Linked DNA regions of Hordeum vulgare: regions 1 and 3 are each linked to region 2. A link is a contact called in public Hi-C data. All regions are on one chromosome and are shown on one strand. The core of a region is the stretch at or near the end of the contact, and the rest is flanking DNA. Distances in the headings are between cores, read along the strand shown.

Region 1 (4,278 bases), core at 683-3,182, 320 kb before region 2:
AAAAATATTAAAAATTAGATCTAGATCCATAGATCATCTAGCGAACGATTACAAGCACTAAAACGAGCCGTAGGCACGCCGTCATCATCACCCCTTCCTTACTAGATCCGGGCAAAACTCATACTAGACAATTGAGAAGTCGTCGTGCTAAGGCCCTCATTGTAAGATTGATATGGTGGAAGCGTTTCTACTACCCCGTAGAGGAGCCACGTGGGGTTTTATTGAATGATGATAGGTGCCTTGACGTGGCTTACAAGAAATATTTGATCGTCAACGATACAGGTAGTTACATGAGATTTAAACGGAAAGATAGAGTAGGAGTTGAGATTACATATGTATAGAACACTAATTCTAACATCCTTCCTTAATCTCAACTATTCTAGATTAAGATTATTTTTGAACTCTACAAATAATTTGACTACCAATGCTTTTGTGAAAACATACGCAACTTGATCTTTGAAGGAATGAATCTTATTTCTAACTTCTTCTCTGCAACCCTTTCTCGAACAAAATGAAAATCAATCTCAATGTGTTTGGTTCTCGCATAAAAAAAATGGTTTGCAGATAGATAAGTTGGACCTAAGTTGTCACACCATAGACATGGAATGTGTTGTTGTTTTATTCCCAATTCAGTAAGCAAATATTCCAGCCAAATGATTTCAACACTAGCATTGGCTAAGGATTCGTACTCAGCTTCTGTACTTGACCTTGACACTGTTGCTTCTTTCCTAGCACTCCAAGAAATAAGATTAGAGCCAAAAAAGACTGCAAAACCTCTAGTTGATTTTCTTTCGTCACTGCAGCCCGCCCAGTCGGCATCAGAGAAAGCACTCACAAGAGTAGAACTAAATCGTCTAAACTGAAGTCCCAAACTTACAGTGTGCTTAATATATCGTACAATCCTTTTTACGGCTATCCAATGAGTGGAGGTAGGATCATGCAGGTACTGACAAACCTTATTCACAACAAAAGATATGCGTGGTCGTGTGAGAGTCAAGTACTGCAGAGCACCAACAATACTTCTATACCTTGTACTCTCTTTTTTCGTGAGTGGTTCTCCTTCATGTGCCGAAAGCTGTTCAGAAGAAGATAATGGTGTGGGTGAAGGTTTGCACTCTTTCATTCCCATACAAGTCAGAAGTTCGATGGCATATTTCTCTTGATTCAAAATTATACCATCTGAAATATTATTAACCTGGATACCTAGAAAGAAGTGCAAGTTACCAAGATCCTTGAGTGCAAATTCTGAGCTCAAGTCATGTAAGAAAGCATTACTGGCTCATTTGTGTGCTCATGTAAGGAGCTAGCACAAGTTTTATAGTAGCAGCTTTTACAACAAGGCTGAAAGTATCCTCATAATCAATACCATACCGTTGCTTAAAACCTTTTGCTACTAGATGTGTTTGTACCTATCAGTGGAGCCATATGCTTTTCTTTTTATTCTATAAACCCACTTGCAATCAATAATATTTAACCTCTCTGATATGGTACCAAGTGTCATGTTTTGTTTTTCATGAGCGCAACATATTAATCCTCCATAGCCTTTTCCCATTTAGGATCTCCAAGTGCATCACTTAACTTCGTTGGTTCACCTGAAATACACAAAATACCATATGGTATAGTACCATCCTTTCTTAATTCTGGATTTCTAATACCTTTTTGTAGCCGAGTCATGACTCTTGAGGTGGTGGAAGGTGGATGTTGTGATTGCACTGGATTGTACTGGAATACACCCAAATTGAATTTTTGTAGAAGATCCCGAGAGAGCTTCGAGATTACCCGCAGTCGATCCTGTGGCCTATGGTGTGGCTGTTTCTTTTGTGGCCGCAGAGTCAGCAGTCGCAGCGGATCTGGTACCTGGCGTTGCGGTTGGCTCCATGCGGGAGCAACGCACCGCACCGGATGGTTGCCTGCACTCGCGCCCCGAGGCTTCACACTGGTGCTCCTGGCTGGCTCGCCACTGATTCGAGGAGGATTCCCGCATGGGTGTGGCAGGCACTGTCAGATCGTCCTCGAACGCCGCACCCGTTTGCTCTTCTCCTGGCACATGAAATAATGGATCATTTTGAGCATCATTTTATGCACCATTTTTTGCACTGTTTCCTTCAGGAACCTACACACGAGGATCATTTCTAGAAGAAACATTATCATATTGTATAGTACAATTGTTATACCCCTATGATCAAAATGCTGAGATATGGATGGGAGAAGAAGTATTTCTTGACGAAGGAGAGAACCGACATTTGGATGAAGTGATGCAAACAGGAAAAATGACTCATCAAACGCAACATCTATGGAGATATATACTCGACCTGTAGAAGTGTCTAGACACTTGACCCCCTTGTGCATGGGACTATATCCTACGAAGGCACATTTTTTTGAATGAAACACAAGTTTGCGTGTGTTATAGGGCCTCAGATTGGGCCAACATGCACATCCAAATACTCTAAGAGTTTTGTAATCTAGTGTAGTGCCAAAGAGGCGAGTAATGAGATTCTCAAAATTGATGACCTTGCTAGGGTGAATATTTATGAGGTATGTGGCAGTAAGAAAGGCTTCATCCCAAAATTTGAGAGGCATAGAAGCGTTTGCTAGCAATTCTAGTCCTACTTCAACAACATGACGGTGTTTACGTTCACCAGATCCGTTCTATTGGTGAGCATGAGGACAAGAAACATGATGAGAAATTCCAATCGTTTGGAAAATGGAATTTAGTTTCTCATACTCACCACCCCAATCGGTTTGCATGGCAAGGATTTTGGAGTTTAGTTGATGTTCAACAAGATTTTGTAAATTGCTAAAGACTTGGAAAACATCGGATCATTCCTTGAGCAAATAAATCCAAATAAATTTACTATAGTCATCAATAAAGCTTACATAATATGAAAAATCTACCAACTGAGGTAGGAGCTGGTTCCCACACATTTGAGAAGACAAGTTGCAAGGGGGCAGTGAAAATACTAGTAGAAATAGGGTAAGGTAATTGATGACTCTTAGCTTGTTGACAAACATCACACAATGACTCTACACTAGGCTCAAAAGAGAGTTTATTTTTGCTAAGGAATGTTGAACTATAACAGAAGAGGGATGACCCACACGACTATGCCACCTTGACGATGATGGTTTGGTGACACTCCAAGCTTGCTTATTTGACCATGACGAAGATGATGATATGGGTGGATATAATCCTCCCTCACATTTTCCTGTAAGGATGATTCTCCTTGTTGCAAAGTCCTTGACCACAAAAGAGTAAGGATAGAATATTATAAGAACATTTTTATCAAGGGCAAAGAGATGAACGGAGACAAGATTTTTTGATGCATTGGGGACATGTAAGACATTATTTAGATGTAAATCTTTTAAGGGGGATTTTAACAAGTGAATTTCCAACATGAGTAATGTCCATACCCGAACCACTTGTTGTGTGAACTTGGTCACCTCCGTGGTATCTTTGTCTCGTTGTAAGCTTGTCGAGCTCTCGTGTGATGTGCTCGGTGGCGCCAGAATCTGCATACCAGTTTGTATCAATCCCGTAGGAGTTGGTGACGAGGTGGGCCTTCTTTTCTTGATGGTCCTCATCATACCGATGCCAGCAGGACCTTGCGTCGTTGGCGTGGTATCTGTAGTAGATCTGGCATTCGGTATAGTCCCATTCTTGCTATTATGGATACTTTAGTTGTTGTTGTGGACGTTGTTGATAGCCTTCGTAGCCGCCACCGTGAGCAGGAGAGGGAGTTGCGATCTCTGCGATCACCGCATCCACGCCCCCTGTTTCCTTGCCCACGGCCTCCTCTTTCTCGATACTGCCCACACCCTCTGTATAGAGCATTGGCAGAGGAGTGAAAGTCGTCTAGTCCATCGCCTAGCATCTCCATTCTCCGATCAAAGGCAGAGATCTGCGAGAAGAGATCATCAACTGTGATGGAGTTCTTTATGGCTCCAACTGCTACTACGATGAGATCGTAATCCCGATCGAGTCTAGCCAAAATGTAGTCCACCATCTCCTTGTCACTTACTAGACGACCTACCACAACGATTTCATCTTCGAGGCTCTTCATCTTGGCGATGAACGCATTTCTCGACATGTTTCCCTTCTTGGTGTTGGAGATGGCTATCCTCAGATTAGTTATCTGAGATTGAGACTCTGCAGCGAACAAGGTAGTGAGAGCAATCCAAAGATCATGAATACTCTCCTTATGAATGACTTGTGCTAGAATCTCCTAGGTCAACTAATCGAGCAAATAGCTTAGGACATGTTGGTCCTTTGACAGCCATGAG
Region 2 (4,020 bases), core at 816-3,315:
TTGCATTTTACACATCACACACGCTTAAATTTGGATTTAAAAGTTTAAATAGACGTGCAATGGCCTCGTAAATTGGAATTAACGAATGTACCAACTTTATGCAAACACATTTTCTCAATTTTTCTATATTCTTATGGTGATAGTACTATAACAATAACATTAACAATAATAGTTATAGGAGTGTCTCCAACACTGTGCTACAAAGTGAGTACACTAAATGTCCGGAGATGTGTTTGAACACGTCCAACTCTATACCTTAAACGTGTACCTTTATTCACTTAGGCTGGCCATAGTGGAAGTAATTTAGGTAGTATTATATTTTTGGTACTATCAAACATGCTGATGTGGCACATAATTAAAGATGAGAGAGAGGGTTATGGTAACATAGGTAGATACCGTAACATGTTAAATGTTATTCTAATGTGTATCATGCATGTCAATAAATAAGGTCATCTATGATACTACTAGTTTATGATACTACAGTATATTGGGCGTACTACCTCCGTCCAAGTGTATAGGGCATGCACGTAGTTTTAGGTTGTCAATTTAACTAGTAGCTAAATATATATTATATGTAATAAATGATATACCATTAGATTCACATGGGAATGTAGTTTCTGAATATGTAATTTTTATTACATATAATATATATTTAGCTAGTTAAATTGACAACCTAGAACCACGCGCATGCCCTATACACTTGGACGGAGGTAGTATCTCATAGGGCTCTGTGATCTAGATGATTTTCTATTAGTAGGAAAAACGAGCCGCCGAGCTGTAAAAACGCCTAATTAATCGCAAATCTGACGACTAAACAAGCGACTTACTAGCATGCATAGCTGAAGACGGTTTCCAAAACACCCTAATTAATGGCATGCGTCTTATTTCCTTCTAATTGTAAAAAATTATCGTTTTGGAGATACGTCCAATATACTGTGATGGAGGAAGTACTATGCATTATAAAGGTAGTATCATACAGTTGTATCATATGCATGATACTATTATATGATACTCTCCACTATGACCAGCCTTAAAAAGATTATTCGCTTTTATTTATTTATTATTAATGCGGCTTCCGTCAAAATACACAGCGTGCTTTCGCTAACACACACACCTCCTACATGCTTCATGCGGCTTCCGCCAAAACAGATATAGCAACATAAACCAGTTTGCTTCCGCCAAAATAAACAGCTTGCTTCCGCCAGAGCCCTCATCGTCAAAACAGGTGCAACCGGCTTCCGCCAAAACAGACATAATAACATAAAACAGTTTGCTTTCACCAAAGTACACAATTTGCTTCCGCCAAAACAAGTGCAACCGGGCTCCGCCAAAACAACCTGCCTGGTTTGCTTTCGGTTTACGAAAATTCAAGCACGGACGCGTGCGACATCATGTCATGTCTGGTGACAAAAACCGGCTCAGACACTCGGTCCGAATCGTAGCGATTTGCAGGATGCCGTTAGAAATGTCTTAACCTCTCAAATGAAAAAGTTATGCGGTGATAACCGGAGTGGTCTCTACGCCTTGGAAGCAACTCCACGCAGTCGCAGTGCGTGCCGTCCCCGGGTAGTACGGGGCCAGTCAAATGAAAAAAATCCCACCCTCCCCTTTCTCACCCGTCTCCCTCCTCACCCTCCATCACCCCCACCCGGGCCCGCACGTCGCCACGAGGTTGGCGGACGCGGGTAAGGGCGGAATCGGGTGCGCGTAGCGGCGGGGCATCGTACCGGTCCGGCTGTACGATCCGTTCCGTTCCGTCCCTCCCCCGCATCGTACCCTCCCCCGCTCCCTCACCTCGCTTTCCCCGCCATCTTTTCCCAGTTTCCACCCCTGCCCCCGCCTGTACCTCCTCCGTACCGTCCTTTCCCCGCCGCGCAATGACCGTAATACCCCCGGTCGTCGCGCGCGCCGTACTCCGCTCCCATGCTGGAACGCGAGGCCGGCTAGGGGTAAATATGGAAACGCGGTGGAGCTTATCGCGGGAGCCGTGATAAGGCGACCCAGGGGCAGTCTCGCCATTTCGGGCATCCCTTTGCCTTTTCCCTCTCCTCCTTGTTGATTGTTGCGTGTGGGTTGGCCGTGGCCAGCCATTGCTACTCCTCCCTCCCTTCTTGGTGTCGCCGCAGCGGACAACCAACTGCCAACTTGCCTTGCCCGTCATGGCCATGGCGACCCACAGCCACCTCCCCAAGCGCCGACGCGTATGCCCTGCCGCGGGCGCGCCGATCGACGAGCTGCCCGACGAGCTCCTCTTCTTGGTCCTGGACCGGGTGGCGGCCGCCGATCCGCGCGCGCTCAAGTCCTTCGCGCTGGCCTCCCGCGCCTGCCACGCCGCCGAGTCGCGCCACCGCCGCGTGCTCCGCCCGTACCGCGCCGACCTACTCCGCGCCGCGCTTGCCCGCTACCCCACCGCCGCCCGCCTCGACCTCACCCTCTGCGCGCGCGTGCCCGGCGCGGCCCTCTCCTCCGCGCCCGTGCCTTCCCTCCGCGCCGTCGACCTCTCCCGCTCCCGCGGCTTCGGGGCGCCCGGCCTCGCCGCGCTCGTCGCCGCCTGCCCCGCCCTGGCCGACCTCGACCTCTCCAATGGGGTCGACCTCGGGGACGCGGCGGCCGCGGAGCTGGCGCGGGCGCGGGGCCTGCAGAGGCTCTGCCTCTCGCGCTGCAAGCCCATCACGGACATGGGCCTCGGCTGCATCGCCGTCGGCTGCCCAGACCTGCGGGACCTCACGCTCAACTGGTGCCTCGGGATCACGGATTTGGGGATCCAGCTCCTCGCCCTCAAGTGCAACAAACTCAGGAACCTGCATCTTTCCTACACCATGGTGAGCCATGCTTCTTCTTCATCTCTCTTCATTACGTCCTGTTCCATTTCTTGGATGATCAAAGGAGTTATGGCTTGGTTCACGCGTTTCTTGATTCCAGAAACACTTTAATTAATAATGAAAAAAAGAGAGTTGGTTTTGGTGCTTTCTTGGAAATTTCAGATGTACATGTCTCTCACGTGAATTTCTCCAACCATCTTTGTAGGTTAGGTACTTTCCCCGTTCGATCTTTATGGGAGATACTAGCACAATGGTTTGAAGTTTTTAGCAACTTGTTTATATCTTCTTTTGCAAGAAATCAGGAAATTTGACTATAGCAGTGAAATCACTTTTCTTGATTATTATTTTTGCGAGCAGATGCTTTTTTTTTCTATCTTAGTGACTGTGCATTGTACACTCCATGGTCATTACCTCAGTCTTGGGAGGATGGGAACCAGTAATCAGCCAGTTTCATCATTTTATTGCTTGATTTCTGTCAAAGAATTGGACCAGTGCAGTAAAAATACCTTTTGAGGATGGGAATGGCTACTTTCTGTTGAGGTGCCAAATAGACAAACACGCTAATTTTGTTGTACTAATAATAAATACTTATCTTGCATTACAGATCTCCAAAGACTGCCTTCCAGCCATCATGAAGCTACCCAATCTTGAGGTGTTGGCACTGGTGGGATGTGTTGGAATAGATGATGATGCCCTTAGTGGTCTTGAGAATGAAAGCAGCAAATCACTACGGGTAATCATCAAACTAGACCATTTTGTCTCATGTGTTGGTTTTGTGTGTCATGTCACCTTCATTTGATCACTATTAGGTTCATCAACTCTTTGTGTAGATTTATAATGTAATGTCGCTAGGTTACTAGCACTGCATTTGCAGTTAATATAGTATGTTTGGCACTGCATTTAAAGTTTCCCAAGTATCGTGGCCAATAAACTTGAAAATAACACATCTACTCCTGCAGGTTCTCGATATGTCTACCTGTCGAAATGTCACTCATACGGGAGTTTCATCAGTTGTGAAGGCAGTGCCAAATCTCTTGGAGTTGAATCTGTCCTACTGCTGTAATGTAAGTATCTAACTGTAGTAGCATCATCTGGGCATAACTTGACCTTCTCCAGTTTGTCTTACATTCTTCTTTTTGGCAGGTTACTGCATCTATGGGAAAATGCTTCCAAATGCTTCCTAAATTGCAGACCTTGA
Region 3 (3,996 bases), core at 515-3,014, 420 kb before region 2:
CCCCTTTTCGAGCAACAGAGAAACACTCTCCTTGTATTGAAGCAGTATGTAGGTCTGTAACCAACTGAGTAATTGCACGGTATTCATTAGCCTATTTTCCTTATGGCTTACATGACAATGAACTTATTATTTCTTCAAAGTGAGAATGAAAGTTTTCCATTTTGCTAATGCTATGATGTCTTATTTTCCTTATAGCTTACGTGACAATAAACTTATTATTTCTTCAAGGTGAGAATTGTATGTTTTCCATTTTGCTAATGCTATGATGTCCTATTTTCCTTATGGCTTACGTGACAATGAACTTATTATTTCTTCAAAGTGAGAATTGTATGTTTTCCGTTTTGCTAATGCTATGATGTTTGTTACCAGCTCTGCTGAGAGACTTGATCCTAGGGAGCCTAACTGGAAAATGCTCCCAGCAATGAGTACAGTAAGAGGTTGTCATACGGTGGCAGTGCTTGATGATAAGATGTAAGTATGTACATTTTATCTTACAAATCAGGACGCCCCACTAAAAATTGTAGAATGTGGACATCTAATTAAGTCTCTGGTGTAGCTCATCATGGCAAAAACCACTGGGATCAGCTTAAATTTTGTACAATGTCGGCCATCTAATCTGAAAACTTTTGTTTTACTGACTCTTGTTACAACCGAAAACAGCATAGATGCCCATCATGGTGCTTAACAATGTTGTGTTTCTTTCAGATATGCAATGGGTGGTTATGATGCTGATGCTGGAGCAATGGTGTCCACCGTTGAGTTATATGAGCCAAGAATGCCGTCATGGGTGACTGTCGAACCAATGAACTACACCAGAGGGTACCACTCTTCAGCTGTGCTCGGTGGCTCGATATTCACGCTGGGTGGGGTCAAAGGTGAAGCAGATACAATCTTGGATGTGGTAGGTAGCTACCCCCAGATGCAATTTCTTGCCATGTCCATGCAATTTTCCTCCAAGCACCATACGACTAACATCCAAGCTATACTACTGCCTAGATTACCCTTCAGTTTCAGCCGTTTTATCACTCGATTCTCTCACTCGATTCTCTCGCTGTTTGATGTGTAGTTTCTCAGAAAAATTGCTCTGATCAACTGTTGAAACCTTTTTTTTTGTGTGTGTTGGATGGACTGTCAGGTGGAGCGCTACAAGGAAGGCTGTGGTTGGGTGAACACAGGGATGAAGTCAATCGGCAGAAGATGCTACTGCTCTGCCATTGTTCTCTGACCGACCGGTACCTAAGTATCTATCTAAGCTGCTGCTGATGATGATGAGTGAACTGCAAAGCAGACTGTTAAGACCCTGGGGCCTCTTTGTCTTTGTCTTTGTCTGAATTCAGAAGCCGGTGTCTCATGAACCGAGAAAACCGTCGTCGGCTGTCCAGTTTCTCGTTTCTTGTTTTTTCTGGATCTTAATTCACAATGCAGCACACATCTGATTCGAAACTGAGCTGAAATCCGAAAAGGGACACGAACTATATGGACGAAGATTTGATTTGTTGCGGTATGCTTTTATGATGGTTTTTCGCTGTCGTTTGCCTTCCTGTTGTTTGCTGAAGCGACTTCAGGGCACCAGACACAGCAAGAGGACACCAGAGTTTAGACTCAGGCCCCACTCGATCCTTGGTTTTCAAAAAATTCTGTGAAGATGGCTTCAAAAGATCTTTTATTTGCCATATTTTATGCACTTTTTATATTAAAAAAAACGTAGATTTATACTACCAGAACTGTAGAAGTAGGGCAATATGGTGTGCAGAAAGCGGTTGTTGAGCTAGTAGAATAGAAGAGGACGCGACCTTTACACGTCCCCATCGATCCCACCAGACCCACCGATGGCCGTCGGCGAGGAGGTCAAGCTCTCCATCTCCGGCGCGGCCCTCGCGGCGCTCCTCCACCGCTGCGGGGCCGCCGCGGGTGACTGCGACGGCCTCCTCTTCGGCCGCGCCCACCGCCCCCCTCCGCCGGCTCCCACCCTTTCCGACTACGACGACCAAGCCCCCGCCGCCCCGTGCCTTTTCATCTCCATCTCCGGCCACTCCTCCCTCTCCCACCCCTGCTCCCTCTCAGATCCCCTCGGCCGCCCCCACCCGCCGCCGCCCTCCTCCCCTTGCCCTCTCGGCTTCTTCTCGTCCCGCCGCCGCGCCCCTCTCCGTGCCTCCATGCGCGAGCTCGCCCTCGCCTGCTCCCTGTCCAAAACCCTATCGCCCCTCGCCCACCCGCTCCTCGTCATCCTCGTCTCCCCCAACACTTCCGACGACCTCTCCACCCACTCCTTCGACTACCGCGCTTTCCTCCTCCTCGGATCCCGCTTCGTCCCGACCTCGTTCGCCGTCGTCAACGTCGGCCCCGGCTTCCGGGATCAGTACCACTCCTTCGCCCCGGAGTCGTCCTTCCCGTTGCTCACTCAGCCGTCGCCGCCGGCGGCGCCCGAAGCAGAGGATGCTTACAGCATCGGAGAGCAGAAGAAGGTGGATGCGATGGTGGACGGGTTTGGGCTAGGGAGGCTGCAAGAGCTCGTGGGTGCTGTGGCCGGGCAGGCCGCGGGGATGGATAGCATGTATGCCGGGATGCTCCAGAGGATGGAGAAGCTCGCCAGGGAGGTGGAGAAGAGCAATCACCGCGTGCTCGACCAGGTTGTCTTCTCATCCTGCCTATGATGCTCTTCTTAGAGTTATTCCATGCAGAATGCATTTACGAGTTATTGCGGAAACCATCTAGTGGTTGAATGGTGCATGATGGAGTAGTCAGGAACTCGGTATATTTGGTTTGGAGCTACATCTTGCAAAGTTTTAATTGAAAATGATCAGCTCGGAGCAACGGTGACTATTATTCATGAATAATTGCATAGTTTGGCAAGAAACATTTCCTTATGCTAGGGTGATAGTTATTCATGTCTACGCACAGTAGTGTGTAGAGAACTAGCCATTCTGGTCAAGATTTGATTCTCCTCCGCTACAACAGGTTCACTCGTGTAGATTATGCATGGGGTATGAAGTTGCCTTTCCTTTCAAGAGTGCATTGTTTATGCTTAATTGGTTGTCAGCACTCATGAAACAGCTTTCAAGAGTAATTTTTACGTAATCGTATGCCACAGTTGCACTCATGGAAGTATATAAATACATGTTCAGTCCCAAATCCAAAAAAGTCTCGCCATCATTCCCTCAGTCTATCTCCTTCAACCTTCTCTATGCAACTAATCTGCCTCCACCAAGATGTCTTATCCATGAGCTAAAATATGAACTATAAAAGTCCCAGCAAAATGGCTTGCAGTGCCAATTGGAATCTGTGCCTAGAGCTGCTCTTGTTCAAGGCAAGAAAAGGCGGAACATACTGAGTTATGCCTAGACCTTTTTCTTGTGAAAATAAAATTTTGAACACACCATGTTGGTGAGCCGTATGTAGATTTGAGATTTAGTTGGCCTAAAGGAGGAAGAGAAGGTCGGTGCCACATTTTAAATGTATTGATCACCCATCATGGTATAACTGTTCTATATCTTTAGAAAGAAGAGAGAGAATCTCACTAAATATACTGAGAAAAAAGTTTAATTTCCTATGAAAATGCAAACCAGATAAGGCTTTCAACAAAGATAATTCTATTTGTGGTGGAAAATAATAATGAGAATACAAATCTGAAAAGCCTTTACAAAACCGAAGAGTAAAATCAAGAAAGCTGAAATACTATCAGTGTACCATGCGCACTTTTCATATTTAGCTAGCAAACTCACACCCAAAGAGAATATGTGCGTGCATATTCAGAAACATATCATGGCTTTGCCCTCACATGCCATGTGGTGCTCATACACACGGAAAGCCAATTATAAACCGTTAGAAAATTAAATAGCTGAGCCGTGTGTGGTACTAATTGATTGCTCGAATCAACATGGGAACCTGCTAGTTACTACCCGGGGCTTTAGTCCAAGTCAAGTGACAAAGCGAAGCGTCGCAAGGGGCATACCCATGCCGCATAAGCTTAGTTCTCTGTGCATGGCGTCACACCAC

The links. Hi-C and Micro-C count contacts between places; a contact is called where the count stands out from the background.
Region 1: a contact with region 2 is called in a Hi-C map of seedling, with 2.4 times the contacts expected there. The contact joins the enhancer-like site here to the promoter of LOC123395327 in region 2. A contact is called at or near these places in 1 of 6 Hi-C or Micro-C datasets (seedling) and 1 of 1 datasets of contacts at active chromatin or transcription factors (embryo).
Region 3: a contact with region 2 is called in a Hi-C map of seedling, with 5 times the contacts expected there. The contact joins the promoter of LOC123399898 here to the promoter of LOC123395327 in region 2. A contact is called at or near these places in 4 of 6 Hi-C or Micro-C datasets (leaf and seedling) and 1 of 1 datasets of contacts at active chromatin or transcription factors (embryo).

Annotation. Positions count from the first base shown.
Region 1 is chr5H:329,524,070-329,528,347 of MorexV3_pseudomolecules_assembly, reverse strand. No RefSeq gene overlaps it. Among protein-coding and RNA genes, the nearest start is that of LOC123400482, 99 kb to the left of the region's middle. Within about 2 kb of position 1,932, at least 2 of the 3 cell types and tissues checked have open chromatin away from gene starts, as enhancers often do. A contact at or near this core is called in seedling, where this site is marked.
Region 2 is chr5H:329,207,766-329,211,785 of MorexV3_pseudomolecules_assembly, reverse strand. It overlaps LOC123395327 (F-box/LRR-repeat protein 3), which reads left to right and starts at 2,065. Exons shown (of 7, transcript XM_045090313.1): 1 at 2,065-2,822; 2 at 3,427-3,555; 3 at 3,782-3,886; 4 at 3,966-4,020. The coding sequence starts at 2,160.
Region 3 is chr5H:329,631,495-329,635,490 of MorexV3_pseudomolecules_assembly, reverse strand. LOC123399898 reads left to right here and starts at 1,764. Exons shown (of 3, transcript XM_045094282.1): 1 at 1,764-2,630. The coding sequence starts at 1,830. LOC123399897 (kelch-like protein 15) reads left to right here. Exons shown (of 11, transcript XM_045094281.1): 9 at 370-471; 10 at 706-901; 11 at 1,136-1,485. The coding sequence ends at 1,225.